5 separate regions of the Sus scrofa genome follow, and regions 2, 3, 4 and 5 are each linked to region 1. The links are chromatin contacts, called in public HiChIP or PLAC-seq and promoter capture Hi-C maps. All regions are on one chromosome and are shown on one strand. Each heading gives the region's core, a stretch centred on a gene start, on an enhancer-like site or on the middle of the called end of the contact. The rest is flanking DNA. Distances are from core to core; before and after follow the strand shown.

Evidence for each region. Promoter capture Hi-C pulls out the DNA fragments that hold promoters and counts their contacts. HiChIP or PLAC-seq counts read pairs in DNA pulled down with a chosen protein or histone mark.
Region 2: an H3K27ac HiChIP or PLAC-seq map of alveolar macrophages shows a contact between it and region 1. The contact joins the promoter of FBP2 here to the promoter of ZCCHC6 in region 1. A contact is called at or near these places in 2 of 47 Hi-C or Micro-C datasets (liver and skeletal muscle) and 2 of 2 datasets of contacts at active chromatin or transcription factors (alveolar macrophages and skeletal muscle).
Region 3: an H3K27ac HiChIP or PLAC-seq map of alveolar macrophages shows a contact between it and region 1. The contact joins the promoter of LOC106507907 here to the promoter of ZCCHC6 in region 1. A contact is called at or near these places in 2 of 5 promoter capture datasets (fetal liver and liver), 4 of 47 Hi-C or Micro-C datasets (embryonic fibroblasts, epiblast stem cells, heart right ventricle and 1 more) and 1 of 2 datasets of contacts at active chromatin or transcription factors (alveolar macrophages).
Region 4: a promoter capture Hi-C map of liver shows a contact between it and region 1, with 4 times the contacts expected there. The contact joins the promoter of FBP1 here to the promoter of ZCCHC6 in region 1. A contact is called at or near these places in 1 of 5 promoter capture datasets (liver) and 1 of 2 datasets of contacts at active chromatin or transcription factors (alveolar macrophages).
Region 5: a contact with region 1 is called in an H3K27ac HiChIP or PLAC-seq map of alveolar macrophages, with 13 times the contacts expected there. The contact joins the promoter of CTSL here to the promoter of ZCCHC6 in region 1. A contact is called at or near these places in 1 of 5 promoter capture datasets (fetal skeletal muscle) and 1 of 2 datasets of contacts at active chromatin or transcription factors (alveolar macrophages).

What each region holds. Positions count from the first base shown.
Region 1 is chr10:28,994,011-28,997,346 of Sscrofa11.1, forward strand. It overlaps ZCCHC6 (terminal uridylyltransferase 7), which reads left to right and starts at 1,554. Exons shown (of 27, transcript XM_013989710.2): 1 at 1,554-1,710; 2 at 2,844-3,336. The coding sequence starts at 2,875.
Region 2 is chr10:27,630,554-27,633,871 of Sscrofa11.1, forward strand. FBP2 (fructose-bisphosphatase 2) reads left to right here and starts at 1,280. Exons shown (of 7, transcript NM_001167632.2): 1 at 1,280-1,543. The coding sequence starts at 1,485.
Region 3 is chr10:27,951,962-27,954,973 of Sscrofa11.1, forward strand. It overlaps LOC106507907 (basic proline-rich protein-like), which reads left to right and starts at 1,698. Exons shown (of 2, transcript XM_021064271.1): 1 at 1,698-2,243. The coding sequence starts at 1,698. DAPK1 (death-associated protein kinase 1) reads right to left here and starts at 2,747. Exons shown (of 26, transcript XM_021064621.1): 1 at 2,640-2,747; 2 at 1,170-1,345. The coding sequence starts at 1,231.
Region 4 is chr10:27,587,356-27,590,561 of Sscrofa11.1, forward strand. It overlaps FBP1 (fructose-bisphosphatase 1), which reads left to right and starts at 1,254. Exons shown (of 7, transcript NM_213979.1): 1 at 1,254-1,515. The coding sequence starts at 1,346.
Region 5 is chr10:27,673,008-27,676,192 of Sscrofa11.1, forward strand. It overlaps CTSL (cathepsin L1), which reads right to left and starts at 1,698. Exons shown (of 8, transcript XM_003130633.6): 1 at 1,570-1,698; 2 at 944-1,080; 3 at 524-646; 4 at 276-422. The coding sequence starts at 1,069.

The DNA of each region.
Region 1 (3,336 bases), core at 304-2,803:
AAGATTCTGAGAAACTGAGTCGTCCCTCCAATGACATCCAAATAAAGCATCAAACCAAATGTTTCCACTGGATTTTACAGATCCCTGTGACCAATTTAAGTTCCCATTACAGTACAATACGGACAAAAAGAGATATTTTATCTGTCAATATCTTTTGATTAGCACTGTGTCTTGTTTTACAGAGCCTCATTTAGCCTCAAGGGGAATCTTAAAAGCACATTCTGAATAGAAGTTAGGCTTTGGGAAACACACTGAAGAAAACGCAAATAAAAAATATTAAAGCCTTAAAAAGCATTATCAACTGCTACTCTAAAATTCTAGACACTTGAGGCTGATGTTTCCTGAACCAGTTCTTCCATACAGTATTCCCTGACTGGGTGTGGTAGCATTAGTATTGCATATAATAAATGTAATCATGTATCATCACGCTTTTTGGACTCTATAAAAACACCACTGTCAGCCTGTTGAAAAGATTGGCTTGATTGTCACGTATATTCAGAACCAAAGCATCTAGATAAGGCATTATACAGAAGTTGTACCTACCTGTTTTAAATTACCTTTAGTATAGACAGTGGTTAAGAAGAGACTCTGCTTCATTAGGGTTTGGATTCCAGCGGTGCCATTTACTTCACCACAAACTCTATTTCTCCACCTTTAAAGTGAGGATAATGATATTCTAGAGGAGTTGTTGTGCGGATTAAGTGAGTAATTACTTGTAAAGCTGTCAGAACAGTGCCTTGGCAACAGCCAGTATTAATGTGCTCCTTTTAAGACCATTATCCCTCCAGAATCTCATGGATTTAAATTTGAATGCTCTTAAAAAGCAGAGAAATCAAAGCTGTCACATTTTTTCAACGCTCTAATTTTATTAGTTGCTCGAGGCTTTCGAAGTATTTAGAACAAGGCAGATAGCATTGACGGTAACAGTCAAAACAAAAAGAGGGGGGAAAAAACCCACCCAGGTCGTTTGCTAGTTTCATTTAAAAAATTCTCTGTTCAAAAATTCTAGTATGACCGTCCTTGGTTATCCTTTGCGATTATACATTTTCTTCAAAACACGGTTTTGTTTTTAAGAGAAGTTAATCTGAGGACTAAGAAAAAAGCACAGCATTTCCCTTGAACACACTGAGATCTGGGTGTACAGTGGAAGCTTAAACGCTGGCGTTTCTAGAGGGTCGGCAATTAAGACCTCACTGAGACATTCATTCCCTCGAATTACCAAAATTGAAAAACCAGGAAGAGCGCCACGAGGCCTCAGATCCAGACTAAACTTTCCCTGGAAGCAACAAGGAGCACCCAGAGGAGAAGCCGAGCCTCCGAGTATATCCAGGCCCTGACTGCGGCCTCTGCGTCTCTCTCGGAGAACGAGAGGCTTCTTTCTCTCCTCTGCCCCGCGCTTTTGCGAGAACAGCAAGCGGGCCAAGCGACGAACGCACGCAGCAAACAAGAGTGGAGTGCTAGCTGTCAGAACACGACCCGACGTCCCACCCGGAAAGCGCCTGCGCGCAGGAGGCTGCGGCGGCGGCGGAAGCAAGAGGGGCGGGGCGGCGGGCGTTTCCGGCGTGCGCGGCTGAGCGCTCGGGCGGAGGCAAGGCCGGCTCCCAATCGCGCACAATGAGACAGCGCTGAGCGCCGGAAGTGGGGCTGAAGGAAAACACGGAGAGGGAGCCTGGTCGGGACAGGAAGAGGCGGGGGACCGCGGCGGAGGTGGTGAGTGCTCCCGGGCGCCTTTTCGCCTGTGTCTTTCTCAGTTTCGCGTCTGGGGTGGGTCTCCGGTGGGTTCTCGGGTCTCCGGAGTAGCGGGCGGGCCCAGGAGGGGAGATACGTTGGCTTCATCCTCTGCCGTCCTCCTCGCCCTAGTTGTGAGGACCCGGGAGCCCCCGGGCCGGTGGGGACTGAGCTCTCGGGCTGGAGTCCGCATCTTCACTTTGTGTCAGACCCTACGGGGACTAGAGAAGCAGGAATCTCGGTGGAGGCACTCGCTCCCGGCCCCCTGTTTTGCCGGGGGGACCCCGGAACCCTATCGAGGAGGCAGGTCACTTCCTGCTTCCTGGTCCCCGCGGTGGCTTCGTGGCCAGGAGTGCGGAGACGCCTCCTATTTCTCCGCCTCCGACCCGAAGAGTGGAAACTGAGGCAGATCGGAGGTGGGGCTGTCACATGGGGATCGAAGAGGGAGAATTTCTGTTCGTGACAAAACCAAACTTGTTTGGAGTTGAGGATGAGGACTGGGCAGGTTAGCTGGACTTGTCCATCGGTCGGAAAGCCAGCCCCTCTGACCAGAGCGGAGCCTTGGTCGGGAGCCCAGCCCCTCCGAAGCCCAAGCTATAGAAGTCGGGCCTTCTGAACAGTGGTGAGCGGAGCGGAGGCCCCGGGATACCGAGAAGGGATGGAAAAGTGGCGATAAGATGTACTACTTCACAAAGTTTCGGTTACTTTGTATAACACTTAAAAATAATTGTCAGCTTGTTTTTAAAAGACCGTTTGGGGAGTTCTCTAAAGTATAGGCTTAGGGTGAAGTTTGTTTTTTGTTTTGTTTTGTAAGAAGAGCCTTAGTTATATGGGTAAAAAGTCAACCAGCTTGTCATGAGTGACAGTGTTTTTATTCTCCAATTTTTAAGACAGACTCATAGATTTAATCTTTATGTTAAAGAACGAGTACTAATTTCATGAAGAATATTATGGTATTAAGCCTCCTGACTTCTAGCATAATGCACTGACTATTGGAATGTGACGGAAATTAGGAAAAGAAGAGTTTTCTTACAGGCTTTTGAGCATCTTGCAATAACTGTGGTATTTTGTGTACTTGGCATGATATCCTATAATAGTTTGATACCTTCTTATAGGTGCAGAGTAAGAAAATTGAAGTCAAAGACCATGGGAGATGCTGCCAAACCTTATTTTGTGAAGCGTGCTAAAGAGCGAGGGACTACTGATGATGAAGATTTCAGAAGGGGTCACCCCCAACAAGATTATTTAATAATGGATGATTATGCTAAAGGCTATAGCAGTAAAATGGAAAAAGGCCCTCCCAAAAAAAAATTAACACCAGGGAACTATGGGAATACCCCCAGAAAAGGACCATATGCTGTTTCCAGCAATCCATATGCATTTAAGAACCCAATTTACAGTCAACCTGTTTGGATAACTGATAACCACAAAGATCAGAGTAAGAGATGGCTATCTGATGAACTTGGTAATGCAGACAGTTGGAGAGAATTCAAACCTGGACCTAGAATTCCTGTTTTAAACCGACCAAGAAAAGACTCTTTTCAAGAAAGTGAAGATGTATATAGGTGGCAAGATGGAAGAGGCTGCAGAACTGTAAGACGATTGTTT
Region 2 (3,318 bases), core at 30-2,529, 1.4 Mb before region 1:
GGGTGAAGGATCCTGCGTTGCTGTGGCTGTGGTGTGGGCCAGCAGCTGTAGCTCTGATTTGATTCCTAGCCTGGGAACCTCATATGCTGCAATTGCAGCCCTAAAAGGGAAAAGTTAAAAAAAAAAATGCAGGCATTCTCATTGTTGCTCAGTGGGTTGGTTAAGAACCCAACTAGTATCTAATGAGGATGTGGGTTTGATCCCTGGCCTCAGTGGGTTAAGGATCTGATGTTGTCGTGAACTGTGGTGTAAATGTGTGTAGACCACAGACGCAGCTTGGATCTGGTGTTGATGTGGCTGTGGCATAGGCTGGGAGTTGGAACCCCAACTGGACCCCTAGCCTGGGAATTTCTGCACGCTGCAGGTGCAGCCCTAAAAAGAAAAGGAAAAAAAAAAAAATGCAAGTCCGGAGAAATTGAAAGGATAAAGAATTGATAAAATAACCCTGGTGCTAGGCATTGTGCTAGGAATAGAATTTATTTTCTTCCAGATTTGAATATCTATTATAAATATCCATCTAAAATAAATTTTTTGTTGGAAATAAAAAGCATTTTTTTTTCTTTTTAGGGCTGCACCTGTGGCATATGGAAGTTCCCAGGCTAGGGGTCGAATCGGAGCTGCAACTCTCAGTCTACACCACAGCCACGGCAACGCCAGATCCAAGCCATGTCTGCAACCTACATCACGAGTCACGGCATCACTGGATCCTTAACCCACTGAACGAAGCCATGGTTCAAACCTACATCTTCATGGATACTAGTCAGGTTTGTTACTGCTGAGCCACAACAGGAAATCCATAAAAAGCGTACTTTTTATTGGAAATAAAAAGCATCCCTTTCAAACATGTGAGAGAACCCTGGCTAAGAGGTGCCAGGATTGCCACTATTTTGTTATGTGACCTATTCCCCAGATAAGGTATCTGCCAATCTGTGTCTGTGATGAAAGGGAAGGAGGCACCGCAGCGGAGATACAAGAAGAATCCTTTGGAGCCCTTGAATAACAGGGTTTTAGGGACCCTTGTTTTCCGCAGATGAATTTCCCATCTCCTACCTGCTACTAAATGGTTGCTTCTTAGGATCTTTAAAGAAGAAGCTTCATCAAGAAAAAGTAGGTCTGTGGTTCCGGGTTGCCTGTTCTATTTACAGCTTGCTTAAGGGCTCTGGCAGCCTTCAGATGAGCCAGGCCAGAGAGGTTTCCTTGAGGGCTTGCCCAGTTATCTCAACCACGTGGGTGGTGGCACTTCCCCCTTAAAGGTCCTGGCCCAGCTAGGACAGACTCATAATCAGCTCTGATTCAGCGGCGGACGGATCAGTCCTTACAGATAAGGCTTTGCTTCTGCAGGTAGACAAGGACTTGAAGCATTCCCTAGCATCATGGGGGACAGAAGCCCCTTCGAAACAGATATGCTCACCCTGACCCGCTATGTTATGGAAAAGGGCCGGCAGGCCAAAGGCACCGGGGAGCTCACGCAGCTGCTCAACTCCATGCTGACGGCCATCAAAGCCATCTCCTCTGCCGTGCGCAAGGCCGGCCTGGCCAACCTGTGAGTCCCATCCAGGCCGGGGGTGGGGGTGGGGTGGGGGCAGGGCTGCAGGTGTTGGGGCTGGATACCCTCAGGTCAAAAGCTATTAGCCTGTGTGCCCTGGCGGGGGGTGGAGGGGTGGGGTGTTGGAGCGAGTTGCCTTGAAAGATTCTTCCAGGGGTGCGTTGATAAAAGGGACTTTGCCTTGTGTCACGGAAGGAACAGGAGTTCCGTTGTGGCTCAGAGGGAACAAATCCAACTAGTATCCATGAGGATGTGGGTTCGATCCCTGGCCTCGCGCAGTGGATTAAGGATGCGGCATTGCTGTGGCTGTGGTGGAGGCCGGCAGCTACAACTCCGATTTGACCCCGAATGTGGGAACTTCCATATGCCAAAGGTGCAGCCCTAAAAAGAAAAAAAAAAAAAAAAAGAAGAAGAACAAAATACTTGGAGACACGCTATGGAGAAAAATATATATGATTTTTCCAGCTGCCACGTATTGTAATGATAACAAGCTCAGGGCCTTGTTCCACTAAAACCTACCCTGAGTTATGGGGACTTGCGTTTGCATTCTCCCTGGCACAAAGCGACTGCCAGGAGACTTGAGATGGCTCTTTAATGCCTTTGCAGATATGAGCCCTTTATTGTCTTGCCCTTTGCCTACAGTCGTTGGCAGCTAGAAATCATTTACCAAATGACTCCCTGCAACCCAAGCTCCTTCTCCCTTCTTACCATCAAAAGGAGTCTTTTGCTTTTAAAAACAATTTGTTATTTCTTCTCTGGGACTTAATCTCCTCTCCACTTGGTGTGCGGGAACCTGGGAGGTGCAGGGGGCCAAGGAGGAGGGAACTCAGAGCATTTTGAGCTCTTGGTGCTTTATCCAAACCCAGATCGGCAGCCAAGTTCATGCTACGGCTGCTGATCCTCACAGTCAAGGGTCTAGTTTAAGTCTATGATGAAAAGAAGCAAGTCTTGGAGTTCTTGTCATGGCTCAGTAGAAACGAATCTGACTAGCATCCATGAGCACAGAGGTTTGATCCCTGGCATCGCTCAGTGGGTTAAGGATCCGACGTTGCCGTGAGCTGCAGTGTAGGTCGAAGATGCGGCTTGGATCCCACGTTGCTGTGGCTGTGGTGTAGGCTGGCAGCGGTAGCTCCAATTCGACCCCTAGCCTGGGAACCTCCATATGCTGTGGGTGCGGCCCTAAAAAGACAAAAAAAAAAAAAAAAAAAAAAGCAAGTCTTTCTTTGGGGCTTCCATTTTCCTGGTAGCAATTCCAGTTTGAGGTCCTCTCAGAAGTTAGCAGGACCCATTATGATCATCATCATTACAAAATGAAGAAATATCAAAGTCCAATAATTAAAATATTTATTCTTAACAACTTAGGACTTTTAATGGAAAAAAAAGTGATAATTACAGAATTTACCTGTATAAAGTTTTGTGACCCAGTGGTGGAATCCAAATTAAGGGTGATTAGGACTGGATTTTCCTTTGTGCATTGCTATACCTGTATTAGTGTTTGGCAAAATGGCCAACTCTCTTTTTTTTTTTTTTTTTTTGCTTTTTAGGGCTGCACCTGAAGCATATGTTCCCAACTAGGGGTCCAATAGCTGCTGGCCTACACCACAGCCACAGCAACATTGGATCCTTAACCCACTGAGCAAGGCCAGGGATCAAACCTGCATCCTCATGGATACTAGTCGGATTTGTTTTTGCTGAACCACAACGGGGAGTGCTGTCTATTTTTAAGAACCTTCATGAACCTGAGGTATAGCCCTTGCCTCTGTTATGCTCCC
Region 3 (3,012 bases), core at 448-2,947, 1.0 Mb before region 1:
GGCATGAGCCCCCAATGACTTCAGGTCCATACTAAATGTGGACAGAAATATTCTGATACAGCAACTTTTAAAAAGTCACTTCCTTTCTGAACTATCACTTGAAAAATCATTTTAGTGAAAATCAACTTTCACAATTCTTGTTAGGTAATCTAGGGTGTGGGTGTTTCTGAATTTCCTTTTCATGGGAAAAAAAGGAAGCACTGAATCAGGGGACATCAGGGGTCTATGAAAAAAGATGTATTTTGATACACATGGAAATAAACACATACTTTTTTGTTTGCTTAAAGATCCTTTTATCTACTTGACTCACAACATAAATACGCTGCAGTCAAATTCCCAATGTTGAATTTAAATTTGGGTGTGGAATCTGGCTTTTCTGCTAAAGTTAGACCAGGGCACTACCTACCCTGTCAAATCCCTGGTGAAAGGGAAACCCATCCAGCCCTTGGAGGCCCCCAATGAAATCCTTCTTTGTTCACCTGGAACTGAAAGGCTTCACATTCAGAATCACAGCTCCCTCCCACAGCACTGGAAGTATGCTCTGAATCCAGATAGCCATATTAGACTCTCAATCAGGGATTTGTTAAAAATTTAACGTTGCGAATGAAACCAGAGCAACCACTGAGACCAACCACGTAATTAAATTCATGGTTCAAGGAAGTTTCAAAATCCAATTCAACATCTGACAAGTCTCCATGTGTGACCTACCTATACTTGTGCATATCACTCTTGAAAACTCAGAAAAAGGGCAAGTCTTAAGCTTTTAAAAATAAGCCTATTAATCAGTTTGTACTTCGTCTAAATCACACATAAGAGCGAACTCCAGCCGCAATTATATCTCAGCTTCTGCCTTATTCTGGCAGAAGGACCACGGCTGACAAGAGTTACTGCAGACAATTAAATCTCTTGTCCAGGAGTCTTGATCCATACACCCTGTGTCATAATCTAACACTGAAATCGCCCCTCCACCCCCCAGCCCCCAGGATTAGGTCGTTTATTTCTGGTCCCTGGTCGTCACTGGGTTAGTAACTCTTTTCTCTATAATTTGCGTGTCTCCTGGAAGGGCAAGGGAGACGCCTGATTTCAAACTGCATTTGTTTACCGCCCACTGCTTGCAATAACATGCATTCGCACAACCCAGAAGCGTGCGCTTCCGGCACCCCCAGTACCTGCCAAGTTCCTCGCCGGTGTCGTAGTAATCGTCCACGTTTTCCTGCCTGAACACCGTCATGATAAACTGTCACGCCTCACCAAAGCCCAGCGCACTTCAGCTCCGCTTCCCAAACCATCACCACCGCTCCTGCTCCTGCGCCTCCGTGGGCCCCTCATGCATGAGAGTCCCGTCCTTTAAAAAAAAAAAAAAAGGTAATAAGAATAACAAAATGACAACTCCCAAAGGAAGTACCTCTCCCCAGGGCTAAGACCCACTTGCTGAAGACCACCTCTCCGGAGCTGCCCCTCCCCTCCGGGTGGAGAGGAGCACTCTTTGTTAAACCCAAGCCAGGGACGCCCCCAGCCCCGCATCGCCCGCGCACGCGTGGGGCCGAGCACAACCGCACCCCAAGGTCCGCTTCCCCGAAAGCAAGGCGCTGGGCTAGGATCAAAATCGGCTCCGGAAGTGGCTGGCCTCCCCGCCTCCTCTTTCTCTGCACACACACGCCCACCCAGCTCCCCACCTCCAGGGGCGCCGCGGAAGAATGAAGCCCTCACCCGGGCGGAACACTGCTCGCTGGAAGCATCCCTCTCCTGCCTGCAGCGGCGGTGCAGCCCCCGCGCCACCTCTCGGCTCCCGCACCTCCCCGGCCACCTTCTCTCCTCCCTCGAGTCACGCAGTCCCCAGAGGCACATTCCTGGCGACTCCCGCTCCGTTACCCGGCCGACCCGGCTTGCGGCCGCCCGGGGGAGCAAGGGAGGGAAGGGAGCGGCCGAGGGAGGCGCGGCCGCCCGCTCCCGGTCCCCGCGCCTCGACACAAAGCGCCCGGCCCGCGCCACCTGTTTCCACCCGCCCCACGAGGCCGGGGGCCCCTCCCGACTGTGATCCCACTTCTCCCCGCAGTCAAGTTTACCCCGCCTCGGCCTTCCCGGTGGTCCAGGCGGCTGCCGGGGCAAACCCCGCCGCGCCGCGGCCGCGAAAGCAAAAGCAGGCGGCGGGGCCCGGGAGGAGCCGGAGAGCCGCGCGCGGCCACTCACCCGGGCGCCCGGGAGCTGCCCGGGTCCCTCCGGAGCGCTGTCCGAGGCCAACGGTAGGCGCCAGCGCCGGGAGCGAGCGGGGCGGCGGCGGGAGCGCAGGGAGGCAGCAAGTGAGGACGCTGATCCCGCGCGCGTCCGCCCGGCGTCGGCTCGGCTGAGCTCTCCCGCTCCAGCTGCAGAGCAGCCCTCGGCTCCTCGCCGCCTTCCGGGCGGAGGGCGGCCGGCAGGCGGCCAATGGGGGACCCCGCGGGCGGGCTGGCGACACGGCCCACCCACCTCCGAGCTGCCCGGCCCGGCCGTTGCTGCGGGTGCTGTGCTGCGCTGGCTGCTCCTCCCCGCTCGGGGCTCGCTGGCGCGCTCTACCGCGCACACCCCCGCACACACCCACTCACCCCGCACCCGCGTGGGGAGCGCAGCCATCGCGGCCGCGCGCACCGTGGGCGCCCCACCTGTGACACGCCGAGACCTGCCTCCTTTGGCGGGATTCCAGGGAAATGTCCTGCAAATGTGTCCTGAGCGCCTAGGGTGGGCCAGGCACTGTGCTCGGCACCAGGAAATCGCAGGGAGCGTAATAGGTTTAAAAAAATCCCTGCCCTCATGACACTTGCATTATGGTGGCGAAGCCAGACAATAAATATGTAAGCAAATAAACGAGATCACTTTAGATCCATTCTATGGAGACAAAATTGAAGGATAATGAGATAGAGAATGACAGAGCGGGAGTGGGCCACATTAGGTGGCGTTCCCCTCCTGGACAGGGCTTTTGAGCTGGGATTTGAACTATAAGAAGGTATGAGGAGTTCCCGCCTTGGCACAACTGGA
Region 4 (3,206 bases), core at 4-2,503, 1.4 Mb before region 1:
AAACGGGAGACTACTGCGATATCCATACTTATTATAGCAGCAGTTCTGGATGCTACTCACCTGCCCCCCAACACCCCGGAAGTCTGAGGGTACTGAACAAATCCGTTCAGGTCGCCACTTTGCCCACAGAGAGCCAGCTGGTGAGCAGTCTCTGAACCAGTAGACACCCAGCAGATTCATGTCTGACCAAGAGAACTCAACCAACATGAGAAGACAAGTCCACTTCACTCCAGTGTGGCCAGCTCCCTTTGTCCCTCCTCAGGGCACATGCCCCATCAGGGTCACCAGAAATTGTTGCTGGATTCAACGGATCCATCTTTTGGAGTGCTCAGCCGATGAACACACCAAGTGTATCCCATGAAAGCAGAAGCATTTATTACTGGTCACAAGTAAGGAGACAGGGAGATAGCTTTCAAAGCATTATCTGGTTAACAGCAGGTGCTCAATAAACGATGCATGAATCAGTGTATGAGCTGCCTTAGGACAGCAGCGATGTGCCTATGAGGCGGTCATGGGTAGCACCTGTCGAGCTTCTGGCCTCAGTGTGGTCCAGAAGACGCTTCTTTGTGCCTGTGACTATTTTCTCTGCAAAACGCAGGGATTAGAAACAAAAGTCCCCAATAAAGCTCAAATTATAGGATTCTTGAGAAGGTGTCTGAATGCAGGGCCCTCCAAACGAGCCATCAGACAATTGAGAAACAGGGGAAATCACGTCTCCTGAAGCTTGTCGGAAGAGCCAGGTGGCAGGCCAAGTAGGGGTGGACAGATAACAGACAGCAAATGTCAGGTGGCGATGGTGCCACAGCAGTTAGAGCCTCGAGCCTGAAGCTTGCAGCTCAGGCTTTTCTCTCGCTAGCTGCGCTGCACCGCGCACCTGGCTTAACCTTCTGAACTTACGTTTTATATTGGGGATTGCGAGGGTGGGATCAGGACTGCACCTCCGTGGCCCAGGGGTTGAGGGGACTGAAGGAAACCATGCAGGTGGCCCAGAGTCGCCCTTGGCAATGGCTCCGCGGGAGGCGTGGCGCGACGACAGCGGAGGAAGCGGAGGTGGCGGCCGGCTGCAGGGGTTGGGGGACCGCCCTGTGGTTGGAGGAACCGAGACTGGACGTGGATCCCGGACGTTGGGGCGGGCGGGGGCGGAGCGCGGAGGTGTTCCCGGGGGCGGAGGGCGGTGACCCGCGCTTATAGGCTCTCCGAGGCAACCCGCTGGGATCCAGCCACTCCGAGCTGTGCTGACACCCGGCGGCCTTGAGGGCGCACTCCAACCTTATCCCGCGGTGTCCCGCCGTCCGCACCTGCCGCTTGCACCTTGCAGCCCAGAGCGCAGCAGCCCGGCCTCAGCATGACGGACCAGGCGGCCTTCGACACCAATATCGTCACCCTAACCCGCTTCGTCATGGAGGAGGGCAGGAAGGCCCGCGGCACCGGCGAGATGACCCAGCTGCTCAACTCGCTGTGCACCGCGGTCAAAGCCATCTCCACCGCAGTCCGCAAGGCGGGCATCGCGCACCTGTGAGTCAGGTCTCCGCAACCCCCCTTCCTCGCCCCTCGGCCATGACCGTGACCTCTTTCTCTGGTTAGGGATCGCTGGGCAGTCCAATGTCTGGTCCTCTGCTGCTGCTCATGCTGCTGCTCCCAGCCTCTCTGTCTGACAGTAGAGATCCCTCTCTCTCTCTCTGGGAGCCACTCTGCAAAAACTTGCCCAGCCACACGCAAAGCCTTTCTGTGCTTTGACCTCCTTCATTCCCTTTGGAATAGAGATCCCAAGTCAGGTTTCTCATTCAACATCTCCTTGACCCTACACAAGTCCTGTTAGGAGCAGGGGAACACCCAGGCAGGCTGGGAGGACCTCCGCAAGTTCAGAGCTTTCAGGGGCCGCAAGGCTGGTGTGCACAGGGCTGCAGTAGGGCTAGGGTGGGCCTTGAGAGTCTGCATTTGGAAGAAGTTTTTCTGTGGTAGGTGGTGCCCAGGCTGCTGGTCCACAGATCATATTGGGTTGTAGCAAAAGGACAGGACATGGGGATTCAAAGGGCTCCTTCTTGTGAGGCTTTTTTTTTTTTTTTTTTTTCTAAGTAACGCAATTACCCTTTCGTTTATTCTGATATGTATGACGGGTATTTTATTTTTAGACTGGTCCTCGATTTTGCTGAAGGGGACCTGGGTTTTCAGATTGCCCACACTCCTTCCTTTCCATCACTCAGGGACACTTTAAACATTGTGCACGATGCATAGCCGATCTGAAAAAGAACAACCCCTGTAGCCAAGATCCCTTTCCTGGTCAGCTGTTGGTCCTACAGGGTGGCTTGGTAGAGCTAACTTTTAAGGAAGTGGTGTATCATCATTGTATTTATTTTCAGATGTCTAGCAGGGATGGGCTTTGCTGGGAGATGGGTCTGGACAGTGTGTTAGGAAGGTGGTGATTCCATTGCTATTTCACCTGTGGCCTCTCTTAATAACATTTCTTTTTTATTCTTTTTTGTTGTTATTGTTGTTGTTTTGCTTTTTAGGGCCACACGTGCAGCATATGGAAGTTCCCAGGCTAGGGGTCAAATCAGAGCTGCAGCTGCCAGCCTAGCTACAGCCACAGCCACGCAGGATCTGAGACACATCTGTGACCTACACCTCAGCTCACAGCAGTACCAGAACCTTAACCCATTGAACGAGGCCAGGGATCGAACCCTCATCCTCATGGATGCTAGTCGGATTCGTTACCTCTGAGTCACAACAAGAACTCCTCCTAATGCCATTTCTGAGGACCTTTTGCTCTAAGAAACACTCAAGTAAAATCTTACTTTAAATTTAGTTACAGTAAGTATAGGTGTCCTCACAGCTTTCTATGCCTTTGAAGAGCAGGGGCCTTTTTTAGAAAGAGTGCTTGTCACAACCCTAAAGAGACTTGGAAACATAAGATCTGCTTTGAAGTGTATCTTTCCCTCTTTTTTTAAACGGCCACACCCATGGCGTATGGGAGTTCCCCGGCCAGGGATCGATCCCACACCTCTACAGCAACTCAAGCCACTGCAGTCGGATTCTTAATCCACCGTGCCACAGCAGGCTTTCCCACCTTTTAAATAACCTGATAATGGGATTTAGGTAGCGGGATTTGTGGATTAGGATCTAGACAAAGGATGTTAATTTTGGCTAGAGGAATTATTATTTTTACATTCGGTACCTGTAAATATCAGGTTAAAAATATTGTTGCT
Region 5 (3,185 bases), core at 448-2,947, 1.3 Mb before region 1:
AAGAGGATTGGTGGCATCTTGGGAGCGCTGGGATGCAGGTTCAATCCCCGGCCAGGCACAGTGAGTTAAGGATCTGGTGTTGCTTAGATTGTAACTATGGCTTGGATCTGATCCCTGGCCTGGGACCTCCAAATGCCATGGGGCAGCCAAAAAAAGACGATCAAATTGTTGTTTTATGGACATGTTGTTCCATAGTCTATCATAGTAGTAGCCAGGATGGCCATTCCTACTTGGCTTTACTCTTGGAAAGGGATCGGATCTGAATGCTGTCGTACCTGATTCTTCACAGCAGTTACATAGCCTTTCTCTCTCCAATCCACAGAATGGGGGGTCAAAGCAGAGCCAGCGTCAAGGAATACTTTTCCCTTCTTGTGCTTCTGGTTTTGAAAACCATTCATCGTCTTCCTGAATTCTTCATTGGTCTTGGGGGTGGGGGGAAGGAAGGTTGAAGAGCAGGAGGTTATTTGGTTAAAGTATAAAGGAGAGGATGCATAAAATGTTCAGCAACTCATGCCACACTCACCATGTCACCAAAGGCATTCATGGCCATGGTGAAGCTATGTTTCCCTTGCCTGTGTTCCCAATTGTGCCGTTCAATCATTTTCATGTTCTTCTCCCATACGGCTCTCCGCCTTCCTTCTTCATTCTAGAGGCAAAGACCGGAACCTGTTCTCTTTGTTTCTGTTTAAAACCAACTCACCTTCACCAAGTGGATTTGTAGACAGAGAGGAAGAGAAACCATGGCCAGAGGTGGCTTTGTACTCCTGGGTGTCCCGTGCCCACATGACAGGCACCTATGCCCAGGCTGTACTCAGTAATGGGCTCTGCGAAGTTACTGACTGGGTAAGAGCGGCCTCAAGAGGTTACGCTCTGCTATCAGCTTCCCAACAGCATGGACAATTCTCTGTGGGGTTTCAGATGGACGGTTTCAGAGGTTACCAACCAAGCCATAGAGTTTCCTGTGTGTTGCCTTCCACTTGTACCAGTCTGCATCTAAACTGTGATCATGTCTTGGAGCAGCTGAGGCTATTCCCAAGCAAAAGGCAGCCAGGAGGAGTGAAGGATTCATGTTTCAAAGATCTAAGAAGAGAAAAGAAATGAGTACATGAGGACACCCATCTTTCTAAAAAAAGTCCATCCTACTGTATTCTGAAACGTTGCAGCCATTATGGTGGAGTGAAAAACACTTAATTTATCCTCCAAAGTCCACAAGGACTAAGGGCAGACTAAGGGTATGGGTGGAGAAAAAGATCCCAGAGCCCATTCCCTGGAGGGGACAGGGCCAGTCTCTCCTGGGACTCAGAGCCTGTTCCCGCCCCGCAGGAGGAACCAGGCGGGGGGCGTGCCGCTCCGCTCCCCGCCCCTGGAGCACGACCGCCGCTCCCAGAGCAGGTCAAAGCGTAGTGGGGAGCTGCGGGTTCCATAGTACGGCCTGCGGGGGTCAGGTTGCGGGGTCTAGCTGGCGCCTCCTGGTACCTCTCAACCCCAAGCCCTCGACCCCCAAGGCTGGCAGTCTCGCTGGTTCCCGGGGCGACCCCTTCGCGCCAGGTCCCAGCCCCGGGCGCTCACCTGCGGCGGGCGCAGTCAACAGCTGCAGATCCACTGGCGTCTGAAGTTGGGACAGTGACCCCAAGTCCTCCCATTTAACTATCCGGGATTCCGCTTGGCCGGCACCGCCCCCACCAGCCCGCTCCGCGATTGGCTGAGCTGCCTGTGGGCGGGGCCCTAGTCCTGGGATTCCTGGCGCGTGAGAAGGCAGGTCCCAGCTTGTCCCGTGCCAACCCCTAGGGCCCGGAGGCGGCTAGCTGGGGACCCCCGGGCAGCGCTGAGAGAGGGTCTGGCGCCTCCTTGGGGATCCAATCAACTAATTACCTGGAATTCGTGCGCTCGGCGAGTGGTTCCTGAGAAAAATCTTATGAGGAGAGCCCCCAAAGGAATTTCAGCGTAACCCTTTAGTCCTAGAGTTTGGGGTGAAAATCTGCAGGGGACCTGAGAACCGTCTAGTCTAGGGGTTCCCGCTTATTCCGCAGCAAATGTGGGACGGAGTGAAGGAATGCACAGCCCACAGGAAGATACCTCCGCGGTTGAGGGTGGTACCCGCTGGGTTTGAGAAGAATCTGAGCGGAATGGCATGTCAAAGCCCGTGACGTGCTGGTTTTGGCTCAGATGCCAGGAGGAAAAGGGGACGAAATTGAGTGGGTCTCTAGAGAAGGCGTGGCATTTTGTAATGTCGCTTTCCTGTCTTCCCCCGTCTGGGGTTTTTGCCTCTCAAGCCTTCTTCAAAACCTACAGAAAGAAGTTATATACAGAAAAATTTAGTTTAATTAAAAAAAAGGAAAGTTGAAGGGTAGAAACTTTTTACCTTCCCATTCTCTGCGTCGTGGATTAATATGCCTTTTTCTTAGTATCGAAAGTGCTCTTCTTGAGATTTAAGAAATATGACTTCAATGATTTATACTTTAAATGACACATGTCAGGATTTAAATGACAATGAAACATTTTAAATGGAGGAAAATATATTTCTATATTAAATATCTATTTATATAATTAAGAATTTAAGGAACACAAACCAGAAAGGTTGTATATGTTTGTCCTTCATTACATTAAAAAAAAGTCATTGTAGAAAATATCTTTTAGAAAAAATTATCATTACCTCGTGTCCCCACATTACCTTTGTCTAGACATCATTTGATTTTTTCTTTTTTTGATAAAAATGGAGTCATTTTTCATTGGACCTTAAGTAATTTCTGCTTGGGTTAAGTTGATAAGCATTCTAGAAGCACAATCAGACACATAATTTTACTGTGTTAATATGTACATAATCTAAAAATGTCTACTTTAATAACCATTTTTAAGTGTGCAGTTCAGTGGCATTAAGTACATCCACATTGTTGTGTAACCATCACCATCATCCATCTTTGGAAATTTTTCGTATTTCAAAACTGAAACTCTATACTTGTGAAACAATAACTCTGCATGTCTCCCTGTCTTAGCCTTTGGCAACCACCATTCTAGTTCTGCATCTATGAATCTGGCTACTCTGTGTACTTCACATAAGTAGAATCATGGAGTACTTGTCATTTTATGCCAAAATGACATTATGTTAAGTGAAATAAGCACGCGGAAATAATGACATGCATAACTTGGGGTTTATTCATGTTGTAGCATGTGTCCGAATTTCCCTT